Linked DNA regions of Pan troglodytes: region 1 is linked to region 2. A link is a contact called in public Hi-C data. All regions are on one chromosome and are shown on one strand. The core of a region is the stretch at or near the end of the contact, and the rest is flanking DNA. Distances in the headings are between cores, read along the strand shown. Region 1 has its middle 12 kb from the start of FOXL2. Region 2 holds the start of FAIM (Fas apoptotic inhibitory molecule).

Evidence for each region. Hi-C and Micro-C count contacts between places; a contact is called where the count stands out from the background.
Region 1: a contact with region 2 is called in a Hi-C map of induced pluripotent stem cells, with 2.2 times the contacts expected there. The contact joins the enhancer-like site here to the promoter of FAIM in region 2. A contact is called at or near these places in 1 of 7 Hi-C or Micro-C datasets (induced pluripotent stem cells) and 1 of 1 datasets of contacts at active chromatin or transcription factors (stem cell-derived excitatory neurons).

What each region holds. Positions count from the first base shown.
Region 1 is chr2:142,143,657-142,149,972 of NHGRI_mPanTro3-v2.0_pri, reverse strand. No RefSeq gene overlaps it. Among named protein-coding and RNA genes, the nearest start is that of FOXL2, 12 kb to the left of the region's middle. Within about 2 kb of position 2,127, at least 4 of the 24 cell types and tissues checked have an H3K27ac peak or open chromatin away from gene starts, as enhancers often do. A contact at or near this core is called in induced pluripotent stem cells, where this site is marked.
Region 2 is chr2:141,818,675-141,824,407 of NHGRI_mPanTro3-v2.0_pri, reverse strand. FAIM (Fas apoptotic inhibitory molecule) reads right to left here and starts at 2,185. Exons shown (of 5, transcript XM_001157252.8): 1 at 1,982-2,185. It also overlaps a transcript of CEP70 not described here.

The DNA.
Region 1 (6,316 bases), core at 878-3,377, 330 kb before region 2:
CCCTTCACCATGGCTTGTGAGGGCAGGAGGCTCCCGGGGGCCGACTTCCCTGACCTGAATGAGTCAGGCACCCTTCTTTATTTTAAGTGGGGGTGTGACCTGAGGAGATAAAGGAAGGACGACAGACCTGGGGAGTGGGGCCCTGCAGCCTCTTGGGCCCGGAGCGCACTCCTTCTCCGCTCCCTCCCCTCACCGGCAGGATCGGGGGTCTTGAAACTGGAGCCGCTCACCGGCCAGCGGATGAGAGATAAAGGAGCCCGGCGGCGCCGAAGCGCTGACCAGCAGACCCGGATCCGGACTTTCCCGCGCTCCAGAGCAGCACCCGAAACCCTACTTCCCAGGTGGCACCGACCCAGCTCGGAAGAAATGGGTCGGCTGAGCAGCTCCTCCGGTGCCATACGGTGTCTCCAGGCACAGACAGTCGTGCTCGCGTGTGTACTGTGCACGCACAAGACTGCAGGATGATGTCCTGTATGAGCCCTGTATTAGCCCCTTTGCTCTCAGCCAGAGGTACACGCATACGTGTGTGCATTTGTCATGTGTCTAGGGACAGGTGTGCACCTTCACACATACGTGATGTGTATGTGCACACATTTGTAGAACGTTCTAGCATCTATCCTACAGGCACGTACAGGGCTGGCTGCTTCTAATAAGTCATCATTACACCTCGCATTTACACAGGCCTTTTCAGTTCTGGCATGATTTTCAGAATCACCCCGGGAAATACTCTCCTTTCAAAGTTTACAGATGAGGAAACAAGCCAAAAGAATCTAATGGGTACCCGTTTGCACACACTGTGAGAGAGATCGAGGCCAGCCAAAGATCCCGCCCACTGTTGAACTTGGGTGTGTTGGCCGAATGTGCTCATAGATGGGTCTGTTTAGCGCCCCAGGCGACCTCAGGTCCGGCGGGCCTTGGCTCTTCGCCAGGCTTCCTGGGAGACCCACTGCGCCGGGTGTGGGGTCTCAATTCCTGTGCTGATAAGCACTATCTTCTGGAGCTGGGTGACCCTAGTGCCCAGGGCGGGAAGTCGGGAGCTGGCCGGAGTGCCGCTGAGGCGATCCCGGCGGTTCCACGGCCATGGCTGCCCACGCGCAACTGGGTTGCAAAGCCTGGCGGGCCTCGGTCTCTAAAGCAGCCACGCCAGGCAAACGTGCGATGAAAGGATCCTTTCAGCCCACCTACAAACCCAGGAACCCAGGGTTGCTGGAGCAGTGAGGAAGTTCCTGCTGTCTCGAATCCCTAGCGCCCTTACGAGACTCGGAGCCCACAATGCCCATTTTACAGAAGTGATTAGTCGGAGGCTAGAGCGGTATAGTGAGTTGCTCAAGTTCAACGCCAGTTGAGTGGCCACAGTCGGGACTGGAATCCCCAATTAAGTGTGTCTGGATCCTTGGTCCACAGTCCCTCTGCCCCCAGCAAGGATCTCTGGTCCCTGTGTCTCCCGCGCGCCCAGGAGCCATCCCGCTACTAGCCTCCGACTTCCCTCGCCAAGAATGCGAAAACTATCATAGCTCTCACCAGCATCATTTAAAAGGTTTCCACATGCTTGGAATCTGTTGCTTGAAAACAAATTCCCTGTGTGCGTTGGCTTTCTAACCCCTCCTAAGGCATCTGGTCCCCCTCCACCCTCTAAGCCCTTGCCGTCGCAGAGTGAGGCTGCCTAAGGGCTGTAGCTTGACCACATCTCGGGGGTGCCCTTGGGCCTCTGCGCCGGGCTCCTGCAGACTGAGGTCGCTGGTCTCTGGGCTCCAAGGCCGCCTCTACCCCGCAGAATCCGGGAGCTGGAAGGGAGCCCGCGGTTTGGCGAGGTCGCCGTTCGGGCTCACGGCCTCGAGGCTGCCCTCTGCTGACACTGGGTGACATTACCACCGCCTCCCTCGGCGGCTCAGGAGCTGCACCCACGTGAGGGGTTCGCGCAGAGCCAGGCGACCCCATTCTCGCTGGGTCCCCAGAGTGGCTGCCGCACCTGCAGCCACTGACGAGACCCTCCCATATTTCTCAATCCGAGACTTCTCCCCGCAGACACCAGAGGCTCCGGTGCTCGGACCCAGGGACAAGGCAGAGAGCCGGAGCTCTGCGCTGGCAATCCCGCCGCTTTGCGGCGCCCGCCGGGATCCGCGGCCAACCAGGCACGGCCACAGGCGGACGCTGGGGGACTCCGGGGATGGCCCCAGGCTGTGTTCGTCCCCTTTACTCTCCGCCACCATAGCATTGATTGGCGCCCACGGGTCCCGATCTACCTGCCCTCCCCTTTTCAACCTTACTTGATGGTGGCCCAGGCGCTTGGCTGCCTCTATTTCTTGTAGTGCACTTGTCTCTCCAACCAAATTAAGAGCGCCTCGACGACCGGAAGGGGCTGCTCCCTACCCGCACGGCACAGGCCTAGCTCAGGTTCTGCCGAGACAGAACTGATTCCAGAGGCCCCCATTCTTGCCCTTGAAATAAACCTTAGGCAGTGAGGCGAAGAGACACTTCTGCCTGCTGCATCCATTCTAGACAGGGTGGGGTAAAAATTACTCAGTCATCATATCTATGCATTTCCAGTGCTATGTATTAGGACTTTAACATTTTCACTTTTCCCCTCACAAAGATAATTGAAACTGAAGAAAATTGGGAAAATAAAACATTAAAATGCACAAAAAACACCAACGCTACAATAATCCCATCCCTCCTCCCACAAGGTAACCATGGTTAACATTTCGATGGCATCTTTCCACTCTTTTATTTATATATTTCAATTAAAATAAGTCTAATTTCCATAATTAACAAATATACATAAAATTTGCAGTTTTGTGTCCTGCTTGTTTAAACCTTTCGCCATAGGGTTTTTCTCCATATCTTATTCTTTGAAAAATGATTTTCAATTATTGCTTAATAATCCATCCTTTGGATGAACCATAATTTTGTTATACACCAGCACCAATTATCTGTTTTAGGCCCATGAAAGTCTCCTTAAGCCACACTCTCTGGATCCGTCTGGATCAGTTAATATATAATCATATAATCAGTAGTTGATCAATAAATGTTGAGCCTTTCTTTTTAATTTTTTGTTGTTGTTGTTCTTTTCTTGTTTGTTTTGAGATGAAGTCTCATTCTGTCGTCCAGCTTGGAGTGCAGTGGCACCAGCTCAGCTCACTGCAACTTCTGCCTCCCAGGTTCAAGCAATTCTCCTGCCTCATCCTCCCGGGTAGCTGGGATTACAGGCGCCCGCCACTACGCCTAGCTAATTTTTGTGTTTCTAGTAGAGACGAGGTTTCACTATGTTGGCCAGGCTGGTCTCAAACTCCTAACCTCAAGAGATCCACCCACCTCAGCCTAGCAAAGTGCTGGGATTACAGACATGAGCCACTATGCCTGGCCAATGTTGAGTCTTTTGCTAGCCTAACAAAGAGAGTCATGGTCCCATTCTCAGGACACAAAAAATCCACCCAGATATTAGGGACTGCCTTGACCTAGAAGAGGGCCTTCTAGCCCCTGCTGCCAGCCATCTCCCTCTGCTGGAGACCAGTGTAGCTGGGGTGGTGAGAGGGACATCTTGAAAGAAAGCAGGAACCAGCAATGTGTCTGAAGAGCTGTCCTAGCCTGCTTCTAGGACCAAAGCCCTGTATCCCCAACTGGCACACAAGATGATGTTTGTGACCTGGGCTACTGTGTACAGTGTCTTGTAATGGTTAGGAGTCAAACATGCCTTCATGTAATCCTGGGTCTTCCCCTTAAAAGCTGTGTGACCTCAGAAAAGCTGCTCAACTTCCCTGAACCTCATTCTAAAAATTGGAGTAATAATGCCTACCACATCAAGCTTTTGTAAGTATTCAAACAAATGACACACTTAGCCTGTACAGATAAATTATCAATACACCATAGCTACTGCTTCTTTTGGCTCTGCAGCTGCTATTGCTGTTGTTCTGGCATTAGCTGTGGTCTTGGGGACCACTGCAATTGCCCTCTCCCTCAACTTCTGACCCCATTGCTACTGTTAAACACAAGCCCAAATCCTGGCACTAAGCCGGATCCAGGTCCTCAGGGCTGAAGGAGTCATTTCCAGCATTCTGGTTGGGCTGCTCAGGACCTTCTGACAATCAGGCCTGGGCTTGGGCTGTTTATACTAGAACCGTTAAAACAGGAAAATATGCAAACCCTTCATTCACAGGGATCCGGCTATTGTTGGGTCAGAAATGATATTTTTGTTTCTAGAGTAAAAGGTATATTTGCTGCCTTACACACACACACACACACACACACTTTTTTTATTCTTTTGGTTGTGTCTACAGAGCTCAGAAGGCAAAGTAAATGATCTGGTTCATTTGACCAGCTCAAGCAGCCAACCTGGAAAAGTCCCTTTGGCCTGATTGATGTTTACATGTACTCCAACGAGCCTGAACCTCACTGGGCTCTGTTTAGTTCATCCACAGACTAGGCCCTTATCCATCTCCCAGACAAAACGCCTCCAAAATCCATCTCCCAGAAATGATAGGTTGATAGCAACACCACCTCCATCTAGGAGGCAGTTAAAGAGGAATTTAATTTTTTAAAAAATTAACCCAAACAGCCTGATCCCAGTAGAATCAACTGCACATCAAAATTTCATGGAAAAAAGTTTTTAAAACACAGATTTCAAGATCATCTTCAAACTAAACAGCTTCTGCCTCTGGAGATGGCGCTTGGCAATCTGTGTGTATCTGTAGTTCCTCCAGGTGATTCTGAAGAAGCCTGTGGAGCCACATTAGGGAATCACTGCAGTTCTCAATTGAATTGAAAACAGGTTTCTCCAGGTGGACTCCAGAAAATGCAGATTCCAAACAGTCTTCCATTGGGACCACATGGAATGAGAAAGAGCTTGGGTGTAACTGTGGTGGGGGAAGTGAATACATATTTGTTTTTGTGTGCTTTTGATGGGCTGTTGTCTGTGCACACGGCAGGCCTCTTTGGTCACAAGTAACATAAACCCACTAGAGCTGGCTTTAAACCAAACAGGTGGCTGGGGTGGGGGGTGTTTTTATAAGGATTCATGAGTGACTCCTGGAGCCCCAGGCAGGGTGGTAGCCAGACTCCCTGAAGGGCTATACTGCAACAGGAGCTGAGGTGATGGCAAGAACCAACTTTTCCTGCTGCTCTGGTCAGGTCTCTCCTCTGCTCCATTTGAGAGAGGAGCTCCAGCGACAGCTATAATTTCTGAGTGTCAATTCAATCTTCCTGTGTGAGAAAGCTGATTGGTATCCTGGGTCAGGTACTGTCCTGGAGATACACCCCTGTCCTGTCAACTGGAGCTGAGGAAGAGGGTCTGCTGGTAGCTTCTGATGGTCCCTCCTTGTGGGAAGAGGGCAGTCATGGCACTCATGAGAGGCTAAGCAGACACCCCAGAAAGTCTTATTTGTTTCAGTCTAGCCTGTCCAACCACTCAATCAATAGCTCAAGGATTTTTTATCCTAGCTGCACTACAAAATTGCCTCAGGGGTTTTAAAAACCTATTGTGCCTTGGCCGGGCTCACGCCTGTAATCCCAGCACTTTGGGAGGCCGAGGCGGGTGGATCACGAGGTCAGGAGATCGAGACCATCCTGGCTAACACCATGAAACCCCATCTCTACTAAAAATACAAAAAATTAGCCGGGCGTGGTGGCGGGCGCCTGTAGTCCCAGCTACTTGGGAGGCTGAGGCAGGAGAATGGCATGAACCCGGGAGGCAGAGCTTGCAGTGAGCCGAGATCGCGCCACTGCACTCCAGCCTAGGCAACAGAGTGAGACTCCATCTTGGAAAAAAAAAAAAAAAAAAAAAAAACTATTGTGTCTTACCTCCATATCTTGGGTGTAGCCAGGGTATTGAGATTATTTTTTTAAGCAATGCTGGTGATTCCAATGTACAGCTAAGGTTAAGAACCACAGCCAGGAGCAGTGGCTCATGCCTGTAATCACAGCACTTTGGGAGGCTGAGGCAGGCAGATCACCTGAGGTCAGGAGTTTGAGACCAGCCTAGCCAACATGGTGAAACCCTGTCTCTACTAAATATACAAACATTAGCCGGGCATGGTGGCACATGTCTGTAGTCCCAGATACTCAGAAGGCTGAGACAGGAGAATTGCTTGAACTCGGGGGGCAGAGGTTGTAGTGAGCCGAGATCACACCACTGCACTCCAGCCTGGGCAACAGAGTGAGACTCTGTCCCCCACAAAAAAAGAACCATGGCAATAACTAAATAGGGAACCTACAGCCAATTTAGCCATTTGCTAAAGATATAGCTTCAAAATAACCAATGAAGAGAAAAATTATTAAAATCTAATGGTTTTCACATGGCTTATTTTCATCTAAATTGGACATA
Region 2 (5,733 bases), core at 936-3,435:
TCAGAGTGGCAGAGTCTGGAGATACCAAGAGATGATTATAGCACAACAGTGGGAGTGTCCTTAAAAAGGGAAGCAGCATAGGATAGAATGGGCCATAGAGGAAGGGTCCTAGCTCTGCCGTAGAAGGCTTTGGTTTAAAACTTTGGAGAAAGTGGCCAGGCGCGATGGCTCACACCCCGTAATCTCAGCACTTTGGGAGGTCAAGGCGGTCGGATCACTTGAGGTCAATAGTTCAAGACCAGCCTGGACAAAACGGTGAAATCCTGTCTTTGCAAAAATAGAAAAATTTGCCGGGCATGGTAGCGCACGTCTGTAAATCCCAGCTACTCCGGAGGCTGAGGCACAAGAATCGCTTGAACCCGGGAGGTGGAGGTTGCAGTGAGCCGAGATCATGCCACTGCACTCCAGCCTGGGTGACAGAGGGAGATTCTGTCTGAAAAATTAAAAAATGAAACTTGGGAGCAAGAAATTAATCCACTGTTGTTTTTAAACTCTTATGCATGTACTTAATTTTCAAGATTCTATGACCAAACTGGAAAATGATAAATACAAAAAACCCTCTATTTTTGCAAATATTTTATTAAAATGTAAATTTAAAAAGATGAAAAACCATATTCCACTTACTTTCACTGATGGAGATGATACCAAGCATTTGAAACTTTTTACATGTCTTCAAAGAAAGCTTTTTGAGTATCTCATACTTACCCATCAATCTTTTAAAATCCCTTCCCTAGCAACCCAACACCTAAGTTTCAGAGCATGACTTAAACACCAACACGTTGCCACTGTTCACCTAATCCACCTGAATTTTGCCTTAACTTAGGTTTATTCTTACTGGGGACTGAAATGGTTCGTTCAAGATAAACCGAAGTCAGTTTAAAAATTACTAGATGATAGTAGTTACTAAGATGCTCATGGTTCCCTTTTCAGCAAAGGCCCCCAGGTAGGGCCAGCCAATAATGCAAGTCACACTCAAGTGTTGACATCTTCATCTCCGGACCGGCCTCTTATGAAGTGAGGGGGGTCTCCAGTAAAATCACTCGGGAAGCTCCTCGAGCCAAGTATTCCCAAATGCTACTTACTGGAGGTACAAAAAGGAGAATAACTTTTCTGAGGGCCATTTCACAATGTATACCAGAAGCCTTGTGGTATAGACCGTGGATTCTATCTTGTTTTAGAACGAATCTTGTGGGATTCATTCTACAGAAATGATCACGCTCAAAAACCCAGATGCAACGATGCTCAATGAATTACTTTTTGCAATAACTAAAAACTGAAAACCACTTGTACGCTCACCATCAGGGAGAAACTACATTTAGTAAATCACAGTGCAAAGCCATGCCGAGAGAGAGAGAGAGAGAGAGAGAAAGAGAGAGAAGAGAGAGAGAGAACTTTATGATGCAGGTTCTGCAAAAACAAGCCCCGCTCATATTACAAGGAAAAACCATCTGGAAGAATATACACCCTCCTGTTAACCCAGCTTGTCTCTGGGGAGCAGCGGCACGGCTGCTTTGCTTGCTTCCTTGCTTTCTGTTCCACGTTTTCGACAGTGACAAGTATTATCTTTAGAGGTCGCGAACAGGCCGGAGGAGGGTGCGGCAGGTCGCGGGGCAGGGCCTCGCTAGGCAGGGACGCCCCCGCACCGCCCCGGGCTGGCCCCGCGCCCCGCCGCACCTCCACCTTTGCCGGCGGTGAGCGGGAGCCGCGTCCCGCCCCGAGGTCTGGGATCACCGGCGGGCCGGCTGGAAGCGTCCGGAACTCACCCAGCGCCTCACCCGCGCGGGTCTCACCGACCGCGCAAACACCGCCCGCCGCCGCCGCCGCCGCCGCCCAGAGATGGCCGCCGCCGGCGCAGCAGGGCCGAGAGCGTGGGGACGCCGGGGGGCTGCGTGCAGGGGTTTCCAGGGTGCGGAGCGGGCAGGCCCGAGGCGTCCGGGCGGGCGCAGGCGCGACACCGACCCCACCCGGTCTGCTGCCTCACCTGTGCTCTGTGGGCCGCGGGAGGTTCTGGGGTAGGTTGCACTAAACAACCGGTTGGTTCCGACTCGGCTACGTAGGCCGCGTGGCCTTGCTCCCCTGGCCGAGAAACAGGCGCAGCCGGCGCGGAGGTTGAAAGCTCTGCAGGCGCGAGTACCAAACGCGCCGACTGTTTGTCGAGCCTCTCAGGTCCCCTGGGGCGACCAGCGCAGGAGGCCGCCCCTCCCGCCGCCACGGACCCAACCCTGGTCCTCTGCCTTAGCCGAAGGCCGCACCCTCCGCGCATAGGCCTTCCTCAGCCCCAACCCAGGACATCACTATGTCCCGCAGTGCGTCCAGTCTTCCCGCCAGCAAGTGTGGGTAGGAGCCGGCCGCTGGCCCCGCTCTGGGCTAGACGGTGGGGACATCCTGGCGGGCAAAAACAGCCCTGTGCCTGCTCTGCAGCTATGGGGAAGGAATATCTGTTCATGGCAGCAATAGCATTCGCTCCTTAAAACCTCTTTATGGAGTCTCATTCCTTTTTTAAAGACCCAAACTACTTAAGGTGGGCATGAAGCCCCCATGTGTGATCTAGCCCCTGCCTGCTTGGCTTCATTTAGGTCCTTAAAGGATGCAGGTTTCTTCTCGCCCAGGGCCTCTGCAAATGCTCTTCTCTCTGCCTGGACACTCCTCACCTCTTCCCTGTTGTGAGTGTTCTTCATATATCATTTCTTAGATTACACTATCCTGGCCCATAAGACTTGCAGCATTGCTGGGTGTGGTGGCTCATACCTGTAATCACGGCATTTTGGGAGGCAGAGTGGCGGATCTCTTGAGTCCAGGAGTTCAAGACCAGCCTGGGCAACATGGTAAAAAAAAAAAAAAAAAAAAAGAGAGAGAGAGAATGAGAAAGAAGAAAAGAAAATAATTAGCGGCTCAGGCCTGTAATCCTAGCTACTTGGGACGCTGAGGTGGGAGAATTGCTTGGGCCCTGAAGGGAGGTAGAGGCTGCAGAGAGCTGTGATTGCACCACTACACTCCAGCCTGGGCAACAGAGCGAGACCCTGTTTCATTAAAAAAAAAACACACACACAAAAAGAAACAGCCGGGCTCAGTGGCTCACGCCTGTAATCCCAGCACTTTGGGATGCTGAGGCAGGCATGGCAAAACCCCGTCACTACTGAAAATACAAAACTTAGAGGGGTGTGGTGGTGCATGCCTGTAGTCCCAACTACTTGGGAGGCTGAGGCAGGAGAATCGCTTCAACCTGGGAGGTGGAGGTTGGAGTGAGCTGAGATTGAGCCACTGCACTCCAGCCTGGGCGAAGAGCAAGACTCTGTCTCAAAAAAAAAAACAAAAAACAAAAAACGCCGGGCACGGTGGCTTACACCTGTAATCCCAGCACTCTGGGAGGCCAGGGTGTGCGGATTGCCTGAGGTCAGAAGTTTGAGACCAGCCTGGCCAACGTGGTGAAACCCTATCTCTACTAAAAATACAAAAATTAGCCGGGCATGGTGGCATGCGTCTGTAATCCCAGCTACTCAGGAGGCTGAGGCAGGAGAATCACTTGACCTTGGGAGGTGGCAGTTGCAGTGAACTGAGATCACCTCACTGTACTGCAGCCTGAGCCACAGAGTGATACTTCGTCTCAAAAACAAAAACAAAAAAAACACAAAGATTGCAGCACCAGGGATTCTTCTTCCTAGCCCCTTTCAGGGTGTGCAATAATTTGTGTAATTTTTGCTTAATGTGTAACTTAACAGTAGACTGAGATCCATGAAGGCCGAGACCATGGCCGCTTGGCTCTCATTCTTGTATGTCCCACATCTGTACCGTGCAGGCCCATGTTAGCTCTGGTAAATATTTATTAAATGAATGAATGAATGAAGAGCAGGCCTGGGTAGTGTCTTAGGTGGCCTTGATTTTCAATTTAAGGAGGAGACAGTGTTGCCTACAGAGAGCGAGAAAAGTTGTTGAGTGGGCCATGTGAGGAGCAGTGAATGGTCCCTGTGGAGAGTAGGCCCAGTCATAGAATAGAGACAAGTGAAGGGATTTTGGAGGGTTTTGAGGGCCCAGCATATTTGGGGGCTGCTATGGTTTGAATGCTGGTATCTCCCCAAAATTCATATGTTGAAACCTAAGCCCCAACACATTCATATTAACAGGATGGATCCTTTGTGGGGGAAATTAGTGCCCTTGTGAAAGAGGCTTGAGGGAGCCTGTTTGGTCCTTCTGCCATGTGTGGATGCTCTGAGAAGGCACCATGTTTGAAGCAGAGAACAAGCCCTTAGCAGACTGTGACTCTGCTGGAGCCTTGATCTTGGATGTCCCAGCCTCCAGAACTGTGAGCAATACAATTCTACTGTTTATAAATTACCCAGTCTAAGTTGTATTTTTGTTGTTGTTGTTTTTTTTTTGAGACAGGGTTTTATTCCTGGCTGGAGTGCAGTGGCATGATCACAGCTCACTGCAGCCATGATCCATGTCCTGGGCTCAAGCGATCCTGCTACCTCAGCCTCTAAAGGAGCTGGGACTATGGCTACATGCCACCACACCCAGCTAATATTTTAAAATTTTTTTATAGACACAGGGTCCCACTATGTTGCCCAGGCTGTCTCAAATTCCTGGGCTCAAGCAATTCTCCAACCTTGGCCTTCCAAAGTGCTGGGATTACAGGCATGAGCAACTGAACCTAGCCTTTCTCCTGCTCCTCCTCCTTCCTCCTTCTTGCTTCTTTCTTCTTCTTCTTCCTCTTCCTTTCTTCTTCTTCTTCTTCCTCTTCCTTTCTTCTTCTTCTTTTTTGAGTATTTTTATCGTTGTTGTTGTTGTTTGAGACAGAGTCTCACTCTGTCGCCCAAGCTGGAGTGCACTGGCATGATCTTGGCTCACTGCAACCTCTGCCTCCCAGGTTCAAGCAATTCTTCTGCCTCAGCCTCCTGAGTAGCTGGGACTACAGGCGCACGCCACCACACCCAGCTAATTTTTATATTTTTAATAGAGATGGGGTTTTGCCATGTTGGCCAGGCTGGTCTCGAACTCCTGACCTCAGGCGATGCACCCACCTTGGCCTCTCAAAGTGCTGGGATTACAGGCGTGAGCCACCACACCTGGCCTTTTCAAGTATTTTGTTACAGCATTTTGTTACAGCAGCCAAAATGGACTTAAGATAGGGACATCTAGGCCCTATTGTGTAATTTCTTTCTGCATCTTTATGTTAATGTAAAGAAGGACTGTTTCATCTTTGGGGTTTGTAGGATAGATGCAGTTTTTAGGTGCTAAGCAAATATGTGAGAGAAAGTAGTTAAGAGACAGTAGGGAACAACCTACTGATGAGGTTAACCAGTCTGCAAAGTGATAAAGGCTGATTACCAAGCGAATTATGATACAAGGATTCTACCTAGTGAGCACTGCTTTCTTGTTTGCTACCCTTTACTGAAAGCTTCCTGAAGACAAAGACTTCATATTTATATTTTTTTCTACAGCAGTGTTGTTTGTTTGTTTTTTGTCTTTTTTTTTAAGACAGAGTTTCATTCTGTCACCCAGGCTGGAGTGCAGTGGCATGATCATAACTCACTGCAGCCTCAAACTTCTGGTCTCAAGCAATCCTCCTGCTTCAGCCTCCCAAGTTGCTGGGATTATAGACATGAACCACCAACCCCAGCTGCTGCAGCAGTGTTTTGAACAGAGAGTTTGCAATAAATGATTGTTGAAATAATGAATTGGGGGGAAAGGTAAAAGGCTCCAGAGTGGAAATTCCCAGAGACGAGAAACAGCTAG